2 separate regions of the Sus scrofa genome follow, and region 2 is linked to region 1. The links are chromatin contacts, called in public promoter capture Hi-C maps. All regions are on one chromosome and are shown on one strand. Each heading gives the region's core, a stretch centred on a gene start, on an enhancer-like site or on the middle of the called end of the contact. The rest is flanking DNA. Distances are from core to core; before and after follow the strand shown. Region 1 holds the start of KIAA0556 (protein KIAA0556 homolog). Region 2 holds the start of KDM8 (lysine-specific demethylase 8).

The links. Promoter capture Hi-C pulls out the DNA fragments that hold promoters and counts their contacts.
Region 2: a contact with region 1 is called in a promoter capture Hi-C map of liver, with 4 times the contacts expected there. The contact joins the promoter of KDM8 here to the promoter of KIAA0556 in region 1. A contact is called at or near these places in 1 of 5 promoter capture datasets (liver), 1 of 47 Hi-C or Micro-C datasets (liver) and 1 of 2 datasets of contacts at active chromatin or transcription factors (alveolar macrophages).

Annotation. Positions count from the first base shown.
Region 1 is chr3:19,366,624-19,369,654 of Sscrofa11.1, reverse strand. It overlaps KIAA0556 (protein KIAA0556 homolog), which reads left to right and starts at 1,388. Exons shown (of 30, transcript XM_021086440.1): 1 at 1,388-1,470. The coding sequence starts at 1,464. GTF3C1 (general transcription factor 3C polypeptide 1) reads right to left here and starts at 1,296. Exons shown (of 37, transcript XM_005662065.3): 1 at 964-1,296. The coding sequence starts at 1,184.
Region 2 is chr3:19,674,761-19,677,791 of Sscrofa11.1, reverse strand. It overlaps KDM8 (lysine-specific demethylase 8), which reads left to right and starts at 1,585. Exons shown (of 10, transcript XM_021086445.1): 1 at 1,585-1,771.

The sequences.
Region 1 (3,031 bases), core at 139-2,638:
TTCCCACTGTAGCTCAGTGGGTTAGGGATCTGGCATTGCCACAGCTGTGGCACAGGTCACAGCAGTGGCCTGGATTCCATTCCTGGCCCTGGAACGTCCATATGTTGCGGGTGTGGCCGAGGGAAAAAAAAAAAAGAGTACAGACTTGGGAGACAGATACCCTGGTTTTGAATCAACACTCAGTCACTTCCAATCTCCACGACTGAGGGACAGGTTACTTAGCTCTCTCCACCACTGTTTCCTCCTCTGCAAAATGGGGAAGACAACCACCTTCCTCGTGGAGTCACTGTGAGAAGGAAGTGGGTTCCATCTCCCAAAGCTCCCAGAACAAGATCTTAGAATAGTATCAGGCCATACCAAGAGCTAAATAAATGTGAGCTATTATTACTACTATTATTGTTGTGGTACAGCTGTCTGGTTGCCTTAGGCTCTCTAGGCCAGCAGGGAATGAATGTTCCATTAAGGCTGGTTAGCTCCACTGTCTGCAGCCTTTTTTTTTTTTGGGCAGCGCCCGCAGCATACCAAAGTTCCCCGGCCAGGGATCGAATCCCAGCCACAATAGTGGCAACGCCTAATTCTTAACCGCTGGGCCGCCAGGGAATTCCCATCGACTTGACTCTGGTCTCGCTCTTAAGAGCCTTCTGGCTCTAAAGCCAAGCTCCATTTAGAGGAAATACTCTTTGAAACCCAAAGAATATCCTCCCAGTCTTGCCCAATGCCACCCTAAACAGACACGAACATAATGGGACATCACCGAATCACCCCGAACTCCATCAGACGCCTGGGCCCCGCCAGGCCCGAGGGACCCCGAATCAGCCCTAGTCCGCGCCCCCATCGGACCGCGGGTCTTCCTTTCGCTTCCACTCCTTTCTCTCCGCTCCCGAAACGACCTGGACCCCTCCCAGCTCCATCAGACCCCGAACCCTGCCCTCGCCCGCCCACCCGGAGGGCCAGGCCGCTGACCGGTCCTGGAGCTGGAGATCTGGTCGTTCCCGAGGCTCCTCGTAGAAGCTGATGCCCGGATGCGTGGCAAGGGCCTGCCACAGAAACTCCTGCGTGTAGGGCTCCAAAGGCAGCGGGAAGGGCGGCACTCGTGTCTCCAGACGGCTCCAAAGCGCGGGCAGACACAGGCCATCAAGCCCCTCCAGGGCCACCTCGTCCAACAACGACTCTAGCGCGTCCATTGCTACTTCAGTTGGCTGCAGCTGCGGCGCCTGCGCACACGCCGCGGAGGGCCCTAGTCCATCGCGCCTGCGCACAACTACCAGCAGCCCGGAAGGCGGGGCGAATCCAGGGACTGGAGGAGGAGTTCCAGAGCACAGTCGTGACGTCACTCCCTTTGGGGCGGGTTCATTGCGTAGAGCTCCACCGCCATTGGTCGGGAACTCCGCAGTAACCAGGGGAACTGCAAACAGTATAGGGGCCGCTTCCGGTGCGAGCACCCGGAACCACCGCCTCCAGGGATGGACGGTGAGTGTCCGTGGGCCCCTCCGGGGGGTCTGGCAGTTACTCTCCCTTCCCTCCTGAGGGCCCTCTGGGAGGAACCCTAGGCCACAGACAGCTGGACCACCGCTGCCTGACCCAAGGTGGTTTCTGTCTGAGGGAAAGGGAGCCTTAGTGTTCCAGGGTGGGAAGAAGAGACTGGGGGGAGTGGTCAGTGATTTGGTCGCTGTGCTGCCTGTCGTCGTTGTGGAACCCGGTGCTGTCCGGGGAACCTCAGTGAAGAGGTTTTGTGTGGGAAAGAGAAATAGAGGACTGAGGGGAATTTTGTGTATCCTGGGATGTGGAGCTGTGGGACATGGGAGTTGGTAAGGGGGAAAGCGTCGTCGTGAGTGCAATCATCAGCTGTCGACAAATGGGACTTGGTAAGGGGGGTAGGGGGAGACTAGGGAATACTCTCTTTCTGTGCTTTGCTGCTTAGAATGGTTCAGTGCCGGGAACTCTGTAAGAGCTGTCGGGCAACTCGCTAAGCTTCCTAACAGTCTTTGGAGGTCAGTGTTATCCCATTTTACAAACGAGGACACTGAGGCTCAGAGAAGTATCTTGCCCCAAATCAAAGTCATCAAGTGACAGAGTGAGGAAGGAGCCCAGACACAGTCTCTTGGGTTTTTTTGTTTTTTGTTTTTTTTAAATGGGTTTATTACAGAGGTTGAGACTTAGAAGTGATTTTAGAAGGTCTTCATTCCAAACGATGCAAATGCAGATGTTTGCAGGGGCAAGTCTAGTGGGCTGGACTGGGCTATGACTGAAAGTCAATTTCTTTTCTGAAAGGGAAGCTTCTCACTCAGCTCCAACCAATTATTTTCCCACGGCACTTCTCCAAATGTCATTATGGCCAATCAGGCTGAAGGTCAGATGCAGCCTGTGGGCCACCATTTAGGGATTCCAGATAAGAATCCTAGGATTGACAATGAAAGCAATCCAAACATAAGCTACTCTGAAAGCTCATTTTATAAATGGGAAGACTGAAGTCTAGAGAGACGGGTAGAGTCGGCTGGAATCCACATCCTTTTCCTCATTATACTCCTGTCCCTCACTTCTGGGAAAGTTGTTCCTTTGTGATATCCACTTAATGCGTTATGGGAAAAAATGAATGGAACAGTCTGTTCTGTGCTTCAAAGACATCATTGCCCTTTGTACTTCAGAGGTACTATAAAATGTTATTCACAGGTTTGCCCAGGTCATTGTCCCGTTGCTGTAAAACAGCAGTACTCAAATCTTTCTTTGGTCTCAGGATGCCTTTATGCTTTTACCTCAAAAGAGCTTGTGTATACTATGCCTATAATATTTACCACATGAGGAATTAAAGCTGACAAAATCTTAAAACATTTATCATTTATCAGTTCATTTAAAAATAATAACATGGAGTTCCCGTCATGGCACAGTGGTTGGCGAATCCGACTAGGAACCATGAGGTTGCGGGTTCGATCCCTGCCCTTGCTCAGTGGGTTAAGGATCCGGCGTTGCTGTGAGCTGTGGTGTTAGGTCGCAGACGCGGCTCAGATCCTGGGTTGCTGTGGCTCTGGCGTAG
Region 2 (3,031 bases), core at 336-2,835, 310 kb before region 1:
TGGTTCCTAGTCAGATTCCTTTCTGCTGCACAACCAAGTGGGCGGTAGGGGTGTGTGGGGGTGGGGACAACTCATGGGCTTCCTCTCTTGTTTTCACTTTTTGGGAGTTTAGTTCTGCATAAGATATTGTTATATATATTTCTTTCTTTTTTTTTTTCTGCCTTTTTTACAGCTGTACCCACGGCATGTAGAAGTTCCCAGGCTAGCGGTCAAATTGGAGCTGTAGCCCCCAGCCTACACCACAGCAATGAGGGATCTAAGCAGTGTCTGCAACCCACACCACAGCTCATGGCAACGCTGGATCCTTAACCCACTGAGCAAGGCCAGGAATCGAATCCGAATCCTCATGGATCCTAGCCGGGTTTGTTAACCACTGAGTCAGGAAAGGACTCCCTGTTATGTATACTTCTTGAAGAGGAACCAGGACCCTACCCAAGGCTGCACTGTTCTTTCTTAGACAGCTCCTTGTCTCTGAATCCCTTCCCCTCCCCATTACAACTGTTTGAACCTGCCCTTTGGGATTCAGGGAAGGCCACGGAGGCTGAAGCTTATCCCCTAAAAACAAGAAATGGGGCACACAGAAAGGCTTGTGCCCAGGAGCCCCACAGGGCCCTGCTCAAGTTCAGGTACAAATCTCTTGTCCCTGCTGTATTCAGAGCTGTGCCCCAACTCCTCTCCCCTACTGCAATCAATGCCCACCCTTCCCATTACAGCCATTCCCCTAAATAAAGCCTGCCTTATCTTAACGAATGTCACAAATAATATTTTCTTTGGAGTTCCCGTTGTGGCGCAGTGGTTAATGAATCCAACTAGGAACCATGAGGTTGCTGGTTTGATCCCTGGCCTTGCTCCATGGGTTTAGGATCCGGCGTTGCCTTGAGCTGTGGGGTAGGTCTCAGACGCTGCTCGGATCCCGCGTTGCTGTGGCTCTGGCGGAGGCAGGTGGCTATAGCTCCGATTAGATCCCTAGCCTGGGAACCTCCATGTGCCGCGGGAGTGGCTCAAGAAAATACAAAAAGACATAATAATAATAATATTTTCTTTAACACCAGTAAATGAATTTTCTTCTCCTTTCTACTCAGGTGCCAAAATCAGTATATGCAGAACTTCCGGTTGACTCTGATCAATGCTTCAAAAAGCCTGGTCCATTGGGAAACATGCTTAAAACCGAAACCCCCAGGGACGCCCACACCACTCAGCATCAAGGCAGCAGGGGGAGAAGTGAAGATCCCGACACTCTCACACACACACACCCCCGCCACTCGTACTGAAACCTTGGTCCTCCTCACTCTCACAGGCCACGGATGCAGCACTTCGGAGGTTCAAATTCAGGATCTGCGACTTCCCCAAAGCACAAGCATTTGGCTGGTCACTTTATTTCACTGAACCTCGGCATACCTCTTTGTAAAACGAAGAGAATAATCCTAGTTGTATGATTCTAGACAAAACGGTGGATATGAAGTTACTATGCACACAAAGTAATCGTAGTTGTTGCAGAGGAAATCACAGGTGTTAACCACAGGGAAAGTGAAACCAAGGAAGGGAAGAGCCCAACCCTAAGCTGTTGCCCCGCCCTCCGGCCTTTTAAACGGGGAGGGGCGGGGGCATCGATCGCTCGGCTCTCCTCTAGGCACTCCTTGGTGATCAATCGAGCTGGGAGTGATCGATATTCCTGGGGCAAGCTTCTTACACGGCGAGAGCCAGAGTATTCGGCCCGAAAGGACAAGCCGCCGGCCCCGGGGCAACTGGACACCATTCAAACTCGAGACAGGTGAGGTTGAGCAACTCGAGAAGGGCGGGCAGCTCTGACTTCTTAGAAGCTGAGGGGAAGGGTTGGGAGGGGAGGACGGCGCAGGCGTCATGTGAAGAAGCGAAGGAGGAAAGAACAGTCTCGCGCTTGCGCTTTGGAAAGCCCGGGGCGGCCCTTCAAAGCCGCGAAACTGAGCGGGGTGGGGGGGCTGTTGAGGAGGGAAGGATAGAGGCAGCGCATGCGTCCTGAGAACGCAGTTTAGCGGTTCTCTAATTCTCCAGCGCTGCCGGGGACGGGAAGAAAGGCTCCGCGCGTGCGTGGTGCTCTTCTTTCGCCAGTCATTTCGTTTTGCGCACGCCTGAGGCCAGACTGTTGTGCGCCTGCGCAGTTCTTGGTGCCGCGTTAATTGCGCCGCTTCTGCTATTTTTACCTGGTGTTGATACCGCTGTTGGTACTGGTGTGTGGTACCAACGCATACCGGTGTGTGTTTCTCCCTGGTTAGTAGCCGTTTACCATTGGTCTGGAGCTCAGCCCACTGAACACTCTTGAGCCATCGGGCCTCGAACGTGGACCGCAAAGTGAAGCCGCGGGGAGAGGCGCCAGGGAGGGAAAGGATGTGGAACCTCGCGGTGGAGGGTCGGTGGGGATACGTAGAGCTCGCCCAACCCGTTGGCCCTGGGGAATTCGGTGAGGCCTTTGCCTTCTGGAGGAAAGTGGTGTCTAACTTGATAGAGATTAACTCTGAGCATCAGTATCGCGTTGTGCCCCAGGGAATCCAGTAAAGATAAGTTACCGTGCTCAGCAGGGTTAGAGCAAGTCCAGGGACAGGAGGTGAGCCGGTGTTGGGGCCACATCGATGGCCTGAGCCCAAGCCTGTCTGCACTTTACAAAACTGGGCAGCCTGTTTCCTTAAAGTCAGATAGAGGCTGATGTATTATGGAAGGCGCTTTAGTTTTAAAGACAATTTAGGAGGAATATGGGATGACTGTGGTGGGGCTTTCTAGGCTTTATTTTATTTATTTATTTACTTATTTGTCTTTTTGCCTTTTATAGGGCCGCTCCTGCGGCATATGGAGGTTCCCAGGCTAGGGGTCGAATCAGAGCTATAGCCGCTGGCCTTCGCCAGAGCCCACAGCAACACGGGATCCCAGCTGCTTCTGCAGCCTACCCCACAGCGCACGGCAACGCCGGATCCTTAACCCACGGAGCGAGGCCAGGGATCGAACTTGCATCCTCATGGTTCCTAGTCAGATTCGTTAACCACTACGCCATGACGGGAAC